4 separate regions of the Sus scrofa genome follow, and regions 1, 2 and 4 are each linked to region 3. The links are chromatin contacts, called in public Hi-C and promoter capture Hi-C maps. All regions are on one chromosome and are shown on one strand. Each heading gives the region's core, a stretch centred on a gene start, on an enhancer-like site or on the middle of the called end of the contact. The rest is flanking DNA. Distances are from core to core; before and after follow the strand shown. Region 1 holds the start of MCOLN1 (mucolipin-1). Region 2 holds the start of STXBP2 (syntaxin-binding protein 2). Region 3 holds the start of GPR108 (protein GPR108). Region 4 holds the start of SAFB (scaffold attachment factor B1).

Region 1 (3,034 bases), core at 425-2,924, 800 kb after region 3:
TCAGCAGGGGGCAAGATAAGCATGGCCTTGGCCCTCACAGAGCTCACAGAGACTCAGTTCAGAAAGTTTTAAAAAGTAATTACAGTATGGTACATTCCAGAAGAAGCATAACAAGACTTCTGATTTAGATGGGGGACAGCTTCCTTAAGGAAGGACTTTATAATCCCACTAATCTCTAATCATCAGTGCTATTTGCCCTGAGATGTGCTATGCTCTTGCATTTTCTCATTTAATTCTCTCAACAGCTCCATGAGGCAGGTAACTTTGACGAAGTTACGCCATTTTGCAAATGAGTAAACTGAGGTACATGGAGTTTAAGTGACTTTTTGGAAGACACAGAAGTTTCCTAGGTCGAAGCTCCTTTTGTCTGCCTTCCAGAGCCTGGGTTGTTAACCTTTATGCTCTAGGACAAGATTGTGCAAAGGCCCTGGGGCTACTGAGAGATGAGCCTGGGGAGGAGGTAGGAGTGGGTGGGGCATGGAACAAAGGGCCGGGTAGACTGAAGTGGGGAGCTTGCTTGACATCCTGGAGAAATAGGAAGACATTAGTAGGTTCTGACAGAGGACTAATATGAATAATCTTTTGAAGCTCCTTCTAGCTGCTGGATGAAGAGTGGAATGGGGAGATCAAGAATGGGAACCTAAGGGAGTTCCTGTTGTGGCTCATCAGGTTAAGAACTGGACTAGCATCCATGAAGTTGGGGGTTCCATCTTTGGCTTTGCTCAGTGAGTTAAGGATCTGTTGGGGAGCTCCCATCATGGTGCAGTGGAAACGAATCCAACTAGGAACCATGAGGTTGTGGGTTTGATCCCTGGCCTCACTCAGTGGGTTAAGGATCCAGCATTGCTGTGAGCTGTGGTGTAGGTCATGGACGTGGCTCAGATCTGGTGTTGCTTCGGCTCTGGCATAGGCTGGCAGCAACAGCTCTGATTAGACCCCTAGCCTGGGAACCTCCATATGCCAAGGGTGTGGCCCTAAAAGGACAAAAGACAAAAAAAAAAAAAAGGATCCATCGGAGTTGCCACAAGCTGTGGCTTAGGTCACAGATGCAGCTCTGATCTGGTGTTGCTGGGGCTGTAGTGTAGGCCAACAGCTGCAGCTCCAATTTGACCCCTAGCCATATGTGCAGCCATAAAATGGAAAAAAAAAAAAAAAAAAGAATGGGAGCCTAAGATCAGGGACGTTGGTACAATGGCAGGGGCCAGGGTGTTGAGGGACTCTGGGCTGATAGCCATAGGAGTGGGGAAAAGTAGTCCTGTTTGGGATATAATTACGAAATTATAGAGGGTTTGATGGTAGTTCAGATGAGAGGGGTTTAAGAGGAATGCGGGGTTTCTGGGGGGTAGGAAGCAGGGCAGTCTTGAGATAAAATGTGGGATCATCACCAGAGTCTGTGGAGGGTAAGGGGGTCAAGCACTGGACATGGAAGTCAAGAGGTTGGCATTGCACGCGGGCATGATAGGGAGCCAGGACCCAGCCAGGGCAAAGTTGGCTCCCTCACAGCCAGCCCATCCCCCAGCACATTCATTTTTCGCCCGTCGGCGCTAGGACCGCACGGCCGTCTAAGGGCTGTAAATCGCCAGCTGAGTCACGCATGCGTGCAGCTCCTGCAGGGGGCGTCGTGGCGCAGAGGGCGGGACCGGATCGCGTCGATTGCTTTTTGAACCGTGTGGGTCACGTGACTGGGGGCGCGAGTCAGCTGATGCGGGAGGGTTTGAAGCTGCACCGCGAGGGAGCGAGGCCGCAGTGACAGCGGCGGGCGTTCGGACCCCGGCTGCGCCGCGGCGCTCGCCCGCGTCCGGTGCTACTCGCTCCGGCATGGCAGTCCCCGTAGGCCCGCGCGGCTCAGGTGAGGGCGCAGGCGGCCCTGCGGGTCGCCGAACGCAGGCGGCGGGCCGGCGGCCGACTTCTCCGACCTAGGGCGGCGGAGCCCCGGGTTTCTCATTCCTCAGCGCCGGTGCTGACCTCTCAAGCTTCCCCGTGGTGGCGATACGGGCTGACGGCTCCTATTACCTGGGCGGCGGGTGGGCACTAGCTTTGCGACCTTGGAGTGGCAGGACTCCCGACCGCCCTTCCTGAACCTAGGCTGTGCTCAGCGTGCCTCAACTCAGGCGACTCCTGGCGGTCAGGGTCCCAGGGTTTGCATTCTGAGTCTAGATTCGGATTGCTCAGCTCTGCCAGAACTCAGACAACCCCAGTTGCATGTGAGATCTCAGATTTTCCTTCCCCAAATCAGGAGGCAAATGTTCAGCTTCTCTAAACCCAGAGAGGAGTGTTGGTCATTGCCTCCTGAAACCTAGGTGCCTAACTCAATTTCAGATCACCAAACTAATGGAAGCTCAGCTTTCCTGACCTCAGTAGCCTCTCATAGGGGACCCTAGAGGAAGGCCGATTGCATTGGTCTTCCCTTCGTTTTTTGTTTTGTTGTTGTTGTTACTTATTCATTTATTTATTTATTTGTCCTTTTAGGGCTGCACCTGAGGCATATGGAGCTTCCCTGGCTAGGGTCTAATCGGAGCTGTAGTTTTACCTACACCACAGCCACAGCAACACAGGATCCGTGCCGAGTCTGCCACCTACACCACAGCTCATGGCAACGCTGGATCCTTAACCCACTGAACAAGGCCAGGGATGGAACCTGCATCCTCATGGATGCTAGTCGGGTTTGTTAACTGCTGAGCCACCCACACCACAGCTCATGGCAACGCTGGATCCGTAGCCCATTGAACAAAGCCAGGGATGGAACCTGCATCCTCATGGATGCTAGTCGGGTTTGTTAACCGCTGAGCCACGACAGGAACACCCGATCTTCCCTTCGTAAGCTAGCTGGAGACATCTAAGAAGTGTCCTGGCTGTTAGAGTCTGGGTGGCTTAGCTGTGATCCCAGCCAGGGAGGCAGCTGGCCCTCCGGCTTCTCATCCAGCCGCTTTGTAAACTACAACAGCATCTGAGCTCCAAAGGAACCAGCCAGGATCTGGCCCTCCTTGCAGGACAGGTTCTGACAGTGCCCATGTTCATCCTGGTGGCTGTGCCA
Region 2 (3,274 bases), core at 176-2,675, 900 kb after region 3:
GTCCTTTTTTAGATTCCACATGTAAGTGATAGCATATGACACTAGTGTCTCACTAACTTCACTTGGCATGATAATTTTTGGGTCCATCCATGTTGCTGCAAATGCCATTATTTCTTTCCTTTTAATGTCTGAGTAATATTCTAACGTGTATATGTACCACATCTTTTTTTATCCACTTCTCTGTCAATGGGCTCTGTTCAACTTTAAGTGCCACCTGGCAGGCTTTCTGATTTTTTTTTTCCTTTTTTGCTTTTTATGGCTGCACTCACAGTATATGGAGGTTCCCAGGCTAGGGGTCCAATCAGAACTACAGCTGCCGGCCTACACCAGAGTCACAGCAACACAGGATTTGAGCCCTGTGTGTGACCTAACCACAGCTCATGGCAATGCCAGATCCTTAACCCAGTGAGCGAGGCCAGGGATTGAACCCGAAACCTTGTGGTTCCTAGTCGGATTCATTTCCACTGTGCCATGATGGAAACTCCAGCCTTTCTGATCTTATTCACTGCTGGGACTCTACACCTGTCCCATGTAAGTGGCAGAGGGCCCAGCACCTGGTTGACTCTTAAACATGATCAGATAAAAGCACTGATCTGGAACTGAACCAGTTCAGGAGTCTTTATTTACACGATGTGTCACACTTTAAATCCAGGACCCCATTTGTCTGGGTGCTGTTGGACTGTGCCCTCTGCCTAACAAGGTGTCAGCCCTTAGCTGGTGCACAGCAGGCGCAGGCCCTGAAATTTGGAGTTGAGTGTGAATTGAGGTGTGTGTGAGTGTGCAAGCAGTTGAACATGCCACTGAATCCCTGTGTGTATCAGCAAGATTGTGACAAGCATACTTCCTGGGACAGACTGGTGTTTCCCATTGCAATAGGCCTACTCCTCACGTGGCCTTCAACAAGGGTCTGAGCCGTGGTTTCATTGTCTATCCTCCTCCTGTCAGGATCCATGGAGAATCTGGCACCAGTCCCTAGCACACAGTAGGCGCTGGCTTAGCTCCAGCTATTGCTACAAGCCTCCTCTCCAGTTTCATCAGTTGTTGCCCAAGCCCGCTATTGCTGCTAAACTCGGGTACAGAAGTGACTCACAGTGGCCCCGCGGCTCTGGGTGGGCACACAGTATCCTTGAGACACAGAGAAACTTCTGGCAGAGTGGAGCTCTGCCTGGGGAAGATTAAGGGATTTTTGCCTTGCAATCCCACTTTCCCGCTGGACACAAGCGAGGGAAGTGTGTCTGAGCTCACGTCTGTGAGCGTGTCCTCGGGATATGCCCCTTCAGGGACTAGGTGCACGTCTAAGTGGACACATCCGTGGACTAGTTCCGCGAAGAACCCTTCTTTCTCTCCGAGAACAGACGGCGGGGCGGGGCCAGGTGCGCAGGGGCGGGGCCAGGTCCCGCTGGGCGGGGTCCACGTGGATGACGCGAAGGGCCACGCCCCCACCTTGGGACAGACCCGGAAGCGGCGGCGCCCCTAGGGGAAGATGGCGCCCTCGGGGCTGAAGGCGGTGGTGGGGGAAAGTGAGTGCCGCTCCGGGGACGGGCTCTTGCGTCCCCTGGGGGCGGGGGCTGGGGGCGCACGGACCTTGGGACCCAGGCGGTGGGGAGTCGGGGGCCAGTCTGGGCGTCGAGCACAGGACCTTCGAAGGGGCGGGCGGGGACTTGGCCTTAGCTGGACGTCCCAACTCTACCGTGAGAGAGCGGAACAAAGTTGGGCGACTGGACTCCGCGAACCCAAGGGGATCAGACTAAGCGGGGCGCAGCCAGGTGCCAAGCCTGGACTCCGGGACCCGCTGGGATGACAGCGAGGGGTTATGGCACAGCTAGACATCCAGAGACCAGGGTCTCTGAGTCAGGCAAAGTCCGACAGGCTGGACCCCTGAGGCCCCGTGATGCGGACTGGGGCCGGGCTGGGTGTGCTGATGCGTGACCCCAGGTGGTGAGAGTGCCCAGGGGGCGTGTCCAGGCCCCTATCCAGGTCCAAGAGTAGGGGACGCCTTCCTCCTTCTCCAGTCCCCAGGAGCTCCATGCAGCGGCGGGGCGGGGGGAGGGGGGAGAGGTACCCAGGCGTCCAGGCCTCGCGGGCCGGGTTCTTGGAGGAGGGGTGGAGGTCGCTCCCTCCCCCACCTCCGGTAGTTCCGGCCTCAGCAGCTCCTTCCGCCCTGGCCCAGGCTGCCTTGATAACACTGTACATGACAGTCTTGCTGGGCGGAGCTGCCCTGTCCCTTCTACCCACTCCCTTCACTAGGCAGCGCGGAGTGTGGCTCAAACGCCCAGCAACCCAACTGAAAAAGGAGCTTCTTATACAGGGGTTAAAGGGGAGGCAGGAAAGCCACTGCTTCCATTTTACAGATGAGACAACTGAGGCTGGAAGTTGAGTAATGGGATGACCACAGCCAGGCACGCCTCAGAGCAAGGATCTAGGGATCCTGAGTTCTGGTTCAGGGGAAACTGATGGAGGTGGAATGAGGGCGTGGCTGAAATCTCACCAAGAGAACTCAAATAGCAAGAGTTCTCTCAAATAGCTGAGGCCAGCTCTGGAGGCAGGTAGACCTGTTATGTGAGTCCTGGCTTTCCAGTTATTTGTTTATCTAAAAGCATTTATCCAGTGGCTACTTATGCTGTAGGCATTTGGCCACTTAGATGCCCAGGGTGCTTAGGCAACTTAACTTCTCTCTGAAAGTCAATGTCCTTGTCTATAAATCGAGGGTGACCAGGAACTACCTCACAGGACTAGGGGGAGAAGTTACTGGGAGTTCAGATGGAGGTGCTGCCCCGGACCCAAAAGGTTTTGTGGTGTGGTGGGCCCAGAGGACCCAGCATTCTGAGCCTGGCCCTCACTTCCCTGCAGAAATTTTGAGTGGAGTCATTCGGAGCGTCAAGAAGGATGGGGAGTGGAAGGTAGGAGCAAGACAGAATGCCTTGTCCAAACCCATGGTGGGGACGGGGGGCAGGCCCTGAATGTGGGGTTCCCTCCAGCTCCCTGAGGAGGCTGCTAGTCCACAGAGATGGGATCAGATGGGCAGATCTGGGATAGAGTCATGTGGGGAATGGGGTCCTGGGTCCTCCTGTTCAACCGGCTCTTGAAGCTGTCAGGCCTGTCCACCACTCCAGCTCCTCCTCAAGAAGAGCTTAAGCCTCTCCCGCCCTCTGTTGGTCCACTGGTCCATCTGTCCATCCCTCTGGGCAGGTGCTCATCATGGACCACCCGAGCATGCGCATTTTGTCATCCTGCTGTAAGATGTCAGACATCCTGGCTGAGGGCATCACCAGTG
Region 3 (3,325 bases), core at 640-3,139:
CTTCCTCAGGGAGACCTGCGCTGGCCCTCTGGACCTAGCTCGCCCTCTGTCCCACTATTTAAATTGCTGAGGTAAAAAATAAATTAAATAGAATGTTTGTGGTATCCTGCCTTGGGCTCTGGAGTCCAGCACACAGGGATTTACAACCAGGCTCTGGGACTCTAAGCAAGCCACATACCTCTGGGTCTGTGTAAACACCTGTAAAACTGAGTTGGCAGGTGTAATCTTCTCACAGCATCCCCGAGAGGCAGCTGTGTAGGAACCAACCCATGGAAATTGATCTGCATGGTACCTGGTTCACAGCGGGTACAATAAACACTAACTACTCTCTCTCTCTTATTTTAGGGCTGCACCCACAGCATATAGGGGTCAAATTGGAGCTGCAGCTGCTGGTCTACACCACAGCCACAGCCATGCCAGAGACGAGCTGTGTCTGTGACCTACACCATAGCATGCAGTAATGACAGATCCTTAACCCACTGAGTGAGGCCAGGGATCGAACCCAAATCCTTGTGGATACTAGCTAGATTCGAAACGTGCTGAGCCACAATAGGAACTCTTAGCTACTCATTTGATTCAAGGAACTGGGCTGTCTTGTTCACTGGCATGCTCCCCTCCCCACCCCTCTCCGGCTCAGTGCCTAGCACATATTGCAGGAAATATTATTATTCCCATGTTATAGATGAGGAAAGAGAGGCCAAGGGACTTGCCCAAGATCACACGGGTGAGAGGCATAGCTAGGATGGGAATCCAGAGCTGGGGGGGGGGGGTTGTGGGGGAGAAGCCCAGAAACTTCTGCACCTCTCCCTCCTCCAGTACCGCACTCCTCAAAGCCCCTCACCAGCGGAGCTTTCTCTTCTGTCTCCTGGAGGCCCAGCCGCAGGAGGCTCAGGTCTACCTCCAGAGAGCCGTTGGTGTAGAAGCCAAAGCTGTTCAGCTGGATGTCGGCTCGCTTCTCCCCCTGCCGGCGATGAAGGAGACAGAAGCAGCTGAGACTTCCCACTAGCCCAGCCCCAGAGTTGTGGCACGAGGTTTCCCCAAGGGCTGTGGTCACCTCCTGGTATGCCTAGATTTAGGACGGGTCCAAAGGGTGACAGAAGAGGCTGAGAGGGCCACCCCTGGAGGCTGTGACCCCAATCTCAGGAAGGGACAGAGTGGCCCCGGATCCTCTGGCCACTTTTCAGAGTCTAGGAAGAGAAAGTCTGGGACCCCTGGAAGTCCCTCCACTGGATGAGTACCACCCGGAGAGCAGAGTTACGAATCTTGGAGTGCCTGGCCCTCACCTCCCAGAAAATTTTTTGATTCCAGCTGAGCCCCTAGAGTGCAGAGATTTCAACTGAGCCTCCAAGATCTCGATAAGTACTCAGAGGACTCCAGTCTAGAACCCCCAGGGACTTCCCTGGGCGGTGTTAAGGGCCCCTGGCGCCCCCAAATGGATCCCCAGAATTTACAGGGCTCTGAGTCCTGGGTCCCCGGAGATGAAGCCCCGCCCCAAGCCGTGGGCGGGGCACGACCCCCTCACAGCCGGCCAGGCAACTCCAAAGGGAGGATTGAGGGGGATCCTCGGACGAGGCCACTTCGGGCCTGGACGCGGGGGGCGCCGGACCGCTCCATCCCGTGTAAGGAGCGGGGGAGGTAGGACGAGACCACTCCAAGCCAGGGGCTTCTCCAGGCTAAAGCTGCGTCCCCCACTCAAGACTGCTGCGCGGCAGGACTCACCGTCAGCGTCAGCCGGTGGATGCGCCCAGAGCAGCCTCCTAACAGCAGCAGCAGAAAGAGCCGCTGGCCCCACTCCGCGGGTCTCCCGCGGGCGAGCCCCCTCCTCTCGCTCACTGCCATCTCTGGAGCCACCGCCTCCCCTGATACCGCCTCTGACGCCTCCAGGCCCGCCTACCGGTGAACCAATCGCCGTACGGTGGGGGCCGACTCTTTGGCATTTTCGGCCCGCTCAACCAATCATCGATCTTCTCCTCTCGAGGCCGCCCCCTTTACGACACCAAATGGACAGCACCGGTTCCGAATGGGAATGCTGATGTCAGTTAATCCCGCCTCCACTCTCACCAATCACTAGAAGGATTGTCCCTGATGTAATTTGATAAACAGACCCTCCAACCAATTGTGATGGATCTGATATCCGGCCCCCAAAGGGGAATTCCTCCATCCACCCTTAACTGACTGACCAGTTCAGAACTACATTACCCAAAACGGAGGGGTAGCAGACGGCTCATTGGGAGCCTTCAATAAACTACATTTCCCAGTATCCCTAAGGACGGACTTCCCCTTTGTACCCCAGGGATGTGGCTCCCAGCCAAAGTTCAGGCTTTTGGTAAACACATGCATTTGCTGAAGCCTATCTTCTCTCCTAATCTTCCTGATCCACGGAGAGGCCAAAACCTAGCCCCAAGCTAAATCTTGACCCTTGGGTGACCTATGATCCCAGGCTGAATTCCCAGCCTTAGGTGGACGCTTCTATCCTGGAGTGAGGCAACTGGAGGCTCACCCCCAGGTTCCAGGCTAGTCTTGTCTCAGGCTGAGCCCTGACCTCAGCCTGAAACCCTGACTCCCCCACCCGTTTTTACCCTCAACCTATACCTGGTTGAGCTTCCACCTGGACTGAGCTCTGACCTCAGATTAGGACTAACCCCTGACTTCAGATAAGGACTGATCCCTGGACCTCAGTCTGAATCTGAGGCCTTCATTTGGGTGGCTGACCCTTCTGCTAAGGCTCTGATCCCAGACCCTATCCCAACTGTGATGAGGACTTGAGATCAATCCCAATTTCAGTTAGAGGTTGAGACCCTACTCTCAGGCTGAGCAACTGAGTCCCAGATCCCAGGCCGAGGTCCTGACTGAGTTCCTGATCCTTTAACCTCTGGAACACAGGTCCACTTTACAATTTCAGGTTTTCTAACTCACAAGCCACCAGCAGGTGGGGCCAGGTCCCCGTAGAGCCATCTGTCCCAGTGTGGGCTCCTGGAGCTATCCTCCTGGGCTTCCCACCTGTGTACAGGGAGCCTGCGGACTCAGAGCCTAACCTGCCCTGGGGGCTCGGGGCCCCCAGCCCCAGCAGGGCGGCTGTCACCTCTGTAGCCAAAGAGAAAGCACCTAAAGCAGGAGAGGATGAAAGAGGTTGCTGCAGAGATTTCTCCCCTTTTATCCCAGTGCCTCAAAGGAATTAACAAGGTGTGAACAGACTTTTATGAGAGGCGACGGACTTCCAAGCCCCAGGGCAAGGGGGTTGGAGGGGAGAAAGGAGACATTGTCGGAATCCTAGGATTTGGAGACTTTTAAACCTGATTGGGCCTTAATGCATGCGACTGGAAAA
Region 4 (3,234 bases), core at 659-3,158, 920 kb before region 3:
ATCGCAGTGACAAGAGCTGAGATGTTCCTAGTATGTATTTTAATTTAACTTGGCACCTACAGAGCTCTATTTCTCTCAGCACTCTGATGGAACCACATGTTAGGTAGTAGAAAAGTAAGCTAAATGGAGGAAAACGAGGTCCAAAGGAGCTTTTCTGACCTGGGGAGCAGGAAGACTGCTAAAAAACCAGTTCTCTACATTAGTGCTCTGAAGGCAGAGGCCCCAAGCAGCAACAAGTACAAGTGGATACCTTTAAGGCATCTCTTTGTTGTCTTCTTGCTTGTGGCTTCCAAGGCGATGCCAATTTCATCAGGCCCCTGCCCTTCTTCCTTCACAGCCTATTAGGAAGAGACAGATTTTAACATTACTAAAAACTGCAGGGCATGTACTGTTCTCTTTTAAGCAATGACTTCCCTGTGAACAAAGGTGAACCTTTCCTTGCAAAAAACAAGTCTGGTTCTGCTATCTGGGCTGCAAACCCCAAAGGCACAGGATGATCCCAGTACCCCCTAGTTCTTTCTGGGCTCCTCACCCAAAAGACAGACAGTTCAGAAACAGGGTCAATGACAAGTTCCAAAATGACCCCTAACCTCCAAAATGCCTCTGCTCTAAGTCAACAAAGTAACAGGCAGAAAGGCGGCAGGGGCAAAGGGCTGAGGAGCTGGTCAACCCAGCCATCTTTGACCTGAGGTAGAAAAACACCCATCAACCTGGGTAGAGGAGAGGTTAGTGGTTCCACTCAACAAGTATCCCAGTGCCTTCTGGGCCTGGGGAGGCGCGGCGAACCCAGGGAACTCACAAGGTCCTGATCCTCAAGAAGCTAGTTCTGACTTGGGAAATGACAACGCCCCGCCCCAGTTTGTGTCAAGTGCCCCTGAGGTGGGAGCAATAAACACAGGATGGTGCGATATGGAGTCAGGGAAGTGCAGCAGAACTTAGGGAGGCTGGTCGGCGACTCGACATCTCAGACCCCAAAATGACAAGGCGCCAGACAGTTGTTGACCTGGGAGAGGAGCAGTCCGGGGGAAAAGCAAGGGAGGAACAAAGGTCCTGGGGCAGGACCCAGCAAAGCACCCTCCACCCCGAGAAATCTCAAAGGATCTTCAGTCTTGGATCTCCAAGAAAGAAAACCTCTCCAAGACAGAAAACCTCAAAGGATCTTTCTCTCTTGGATCTCCAAGACAAGAAACAAGAGCAAGTAACGGAAAGCACTTGTCCAAGGTCACACAAACAGTCTCCAACCCAAACCCCGGGTGCAGTCTAGAAGCCACCCTGCAGCTATAGTGGGCTTTCAGCGCTCTTGAAACGACTAACTAGAAAAAAAGGAGGAGGTAAGACACAGAGAGAAGCGGTGACGAGCCAAGGTCACACAGCCGGATCCCCGCGGTCCCTGACAGCTCGGGCTGGGTTCGGCCACGAGAAGCGGGCCGGAGGCGCCCCGGGCCCGGGAGTCACGGTGACAGGCCCGCTCGGGGGCGTGCCCCAGCTTCCTGCGCCACCCCAGGGCCCCTGGTTGCCTCACCTTCTTGAGTCGCTCCATCAGGACGCTCTTGTTGCCACCCGTGTCCAGGTTCCGCTTCTTCAGCTCCGCCCGCAGATCGATCACCCGCAGATCGCTGAGCCGCCGCGTCCCGGCTTCTGAAGCGCCCGAGACGACACTGGCCGTGCCAGAACCCGAGTCACCGGACCCTGCCGGAGACTCCGCCATCCCGGGCACCCCGTCTCCGCCACCTACTCCTCACACCGCCGGCGGCAGTAGCGGCTCTGAACACAAAATGGCGCCGCCGGCGAGGAAAACGCACTCGCTTCCTCCCGCCCAGTTTTTCCGGCAGCGCATGCGTGCGGCCCCTACCGGGATTCTTAGCAGCAAGCACGCTAGCGCGTCGACCAAACGCACGTGACCCGGCACAACGCGCAGGCGCCGTAACTGCAGTACGCATGTGTGCCGGCTGATCGCGGCGGGAGGCCAGCAAAACGCAACACGCCTGCGCGCAGTTCCCCAAGTCTCTCACCACGCATGGGCAGACGCGACCGGGAGCGTCGAACCCGCGCCGGGTGCGCCTGCGCAGGAGCGAGGCGCGCCGGGGCGGCTGGAGCGGTTCCCTCGCAGGCGGCGCCATTTTGTGCTAGAAGCCGAGATAAATCCTGCCCGGTTCTGTGTGAAGTGGGCGGCGGAGCCAGGGTCCCTGGAATGGCGGAGGCTCTGTCAGGCCTAGGCGATTCGAGTGCGGCGGGCGCAGCCGCTCTGAGTTCCGCCTCGTCGGAGACCGGGACGCGGCGCCTCAGCGACCTGCGGGTGATTGATCTGCGGGCGGAGCTGAGGAAACGGAATCTGGACTCGAGCGGCAACAAGAGCGTTTTGATGGAGCGGCTCAAAAAGGTGGAGCCGGGGCCTTGGGGGTGGGCAGGAAGTGGGTTGGGGGACCCCGGCAGCCACGACGGTGGCGTCCTGGCCTCGGGGTCCGCCCCCGGCCCTGTCTGCGGCCTGCTTTGGGCCTGGCGCTCAGCGCTTCTCCCGGCTTCTCTCTGGCTCCGGCGGGAGCTCCAGGTTCGAAGTCTAGAGTCGCATCGGGGCGAGACTGGGGAAGCGAACGGGGGAAGTTTGGGGTGACGGGTGACATCGGCTAAGGCCTGTGTTTTCCGCATCATTCACTGTTTTTTAGGGATTTTTTTTTTGGTTGGTTTCATCCCAGTCTGCGAAAGTGGACGCGGAACCTTGAAATCCTCATTTCCTCCGCGGCGTGGGGACTGGGCCAAGGTCATTCGACCCGAGTGGGGAGGTGGGGATTTGAACCCAAGCCGTCTGATTCCCTGAGCCCGTGCGGGCCGCGCGGTTCTCCTTTGGGAAGATAGATGCTCCTTGATCCGTTATGGCCTAGAAGCCTTGAATGAACTGTTAAAGTAATCGTTCCGAAAAAAATCTTCCAAGAGAGAGAAAAAACGGCTTAGGGACCTTCCAGCACGGACTCGGGGACACAGCATGCAAAGGGAAGTGCAGTTAGCAATCGCGAGATAGAACATAGAGGGTTGGGGAGAGATCAGGCCCCTGCCAGGCCCAGGGGCCTGATCTTGGGCATGGAAGACATTTACTACCCCTTCTCGATCCTGTTTCTTTTTGTGTTCGAAGAGGAAAGTAATAGTTCTTCCGTGCTAGGATTAAGTAAGATGGCATGAAACAGGCTTGGCGTGTTGCCTAGCACATGTAAACACTCAGAGGTAGTAGGATCGCTGTTA

Evidence for each region. Promoter capture Hi-C pulls out the DNA fragments that hold promoters and counts their contacts. A called contact is a pair of places that touch in the nucleus more often than the background predicts.
Region 1: a contact with region 3 is called in a promoter capture Hi-C map of liver, with 3 times the contacts expected there. The contact joins the promoter of MCOLN1 here to the promoter of GPR108 in region 3. A contact is called at or near these places in 1 of 5 promoter capture datasets (liver) and 5 of 47 Hi-C or Micro-C datasets (embryonic fibroblasts, heart right ventricle, liver and 2 more).
Region 2: a promoter capture Hi-C map of liver shows a contact between it and region 3, with 4 times the contacts expected there. The contact joins the promoter of STXBP2 here to the promoter of GPR108 in region 3. A contact is called at or near these places in 2 of 5 promoter capture datasets (fetal liver and liver) and 1 of 47 Hi-C or Micro-C datasets (liver).
Region 4: a Hi-C map of liver shows a contact between it and region 3, with 3 times the contacts expected there. The contact joins the promoter of SAFB here to the promoter of GPR108 in region 3. A contact is called at or near these places in 2 of 47 Hi-C or Micro-C datasets (heart right ventricle and liver).

Annotation. Positions count from the first base shown.
Region 1 is chr2:71,611,964-71,614,997 of Sscrofa11.1, reverse strand. It overlaps MCOLN1 (mucolipin-1), which reads left to right and starts at 1,674. Exons shown (of 14, transcript XM_003480808.4): 1 at 1,674-1,849. The coding sequence starts at 1,819.
Region 2 is chr2:71,511,597-71,514,870 of Sscrofa11.1, reverse strand. STXBP2 (syntaxin-binding protein 2) reads left to right here and starts at 1,425. Exons shown (of 19, transcript XM_003123150.6): 1 at 1,425-1,520; 2 at 2,851-2,900; 3 at 3,190-3,271. The coding sequence starts at 1,484. All of the region lies in intron 1 of PCP2 (Purkinje cell protein 2 homolog), which reads right to left.
Region 3 is chr2:72,416,785-72,420,109 of Sscrofa11.1, reverse strand. It overlaps GPR108 (protein GPR108), which reads right to left and starts at 1,889. Exons shown (of 18, transcript XM_021083982.1): 1 at 1,720-1,889; 2 at 842-961. The coding sequence starts at 1,839.
Region 4 is chr2:73,333,168-73,336,401 of Sscrofa11.1, reverse strand. SAFB (scaffold attachment factor B1) reads left to right here and starts at 1,908. Exons shown (of 21, transcript XM_021084024.1): 1 at 1,908-2,380. The coding sequence starts at 2,018. SAFB2 (scaffold attachment factor B2) reads right to left here and starts at 1,860. Exons shown (of 18, transcript XR_002341685.1): 1 at 1,523-1,860; 2 at 251-338.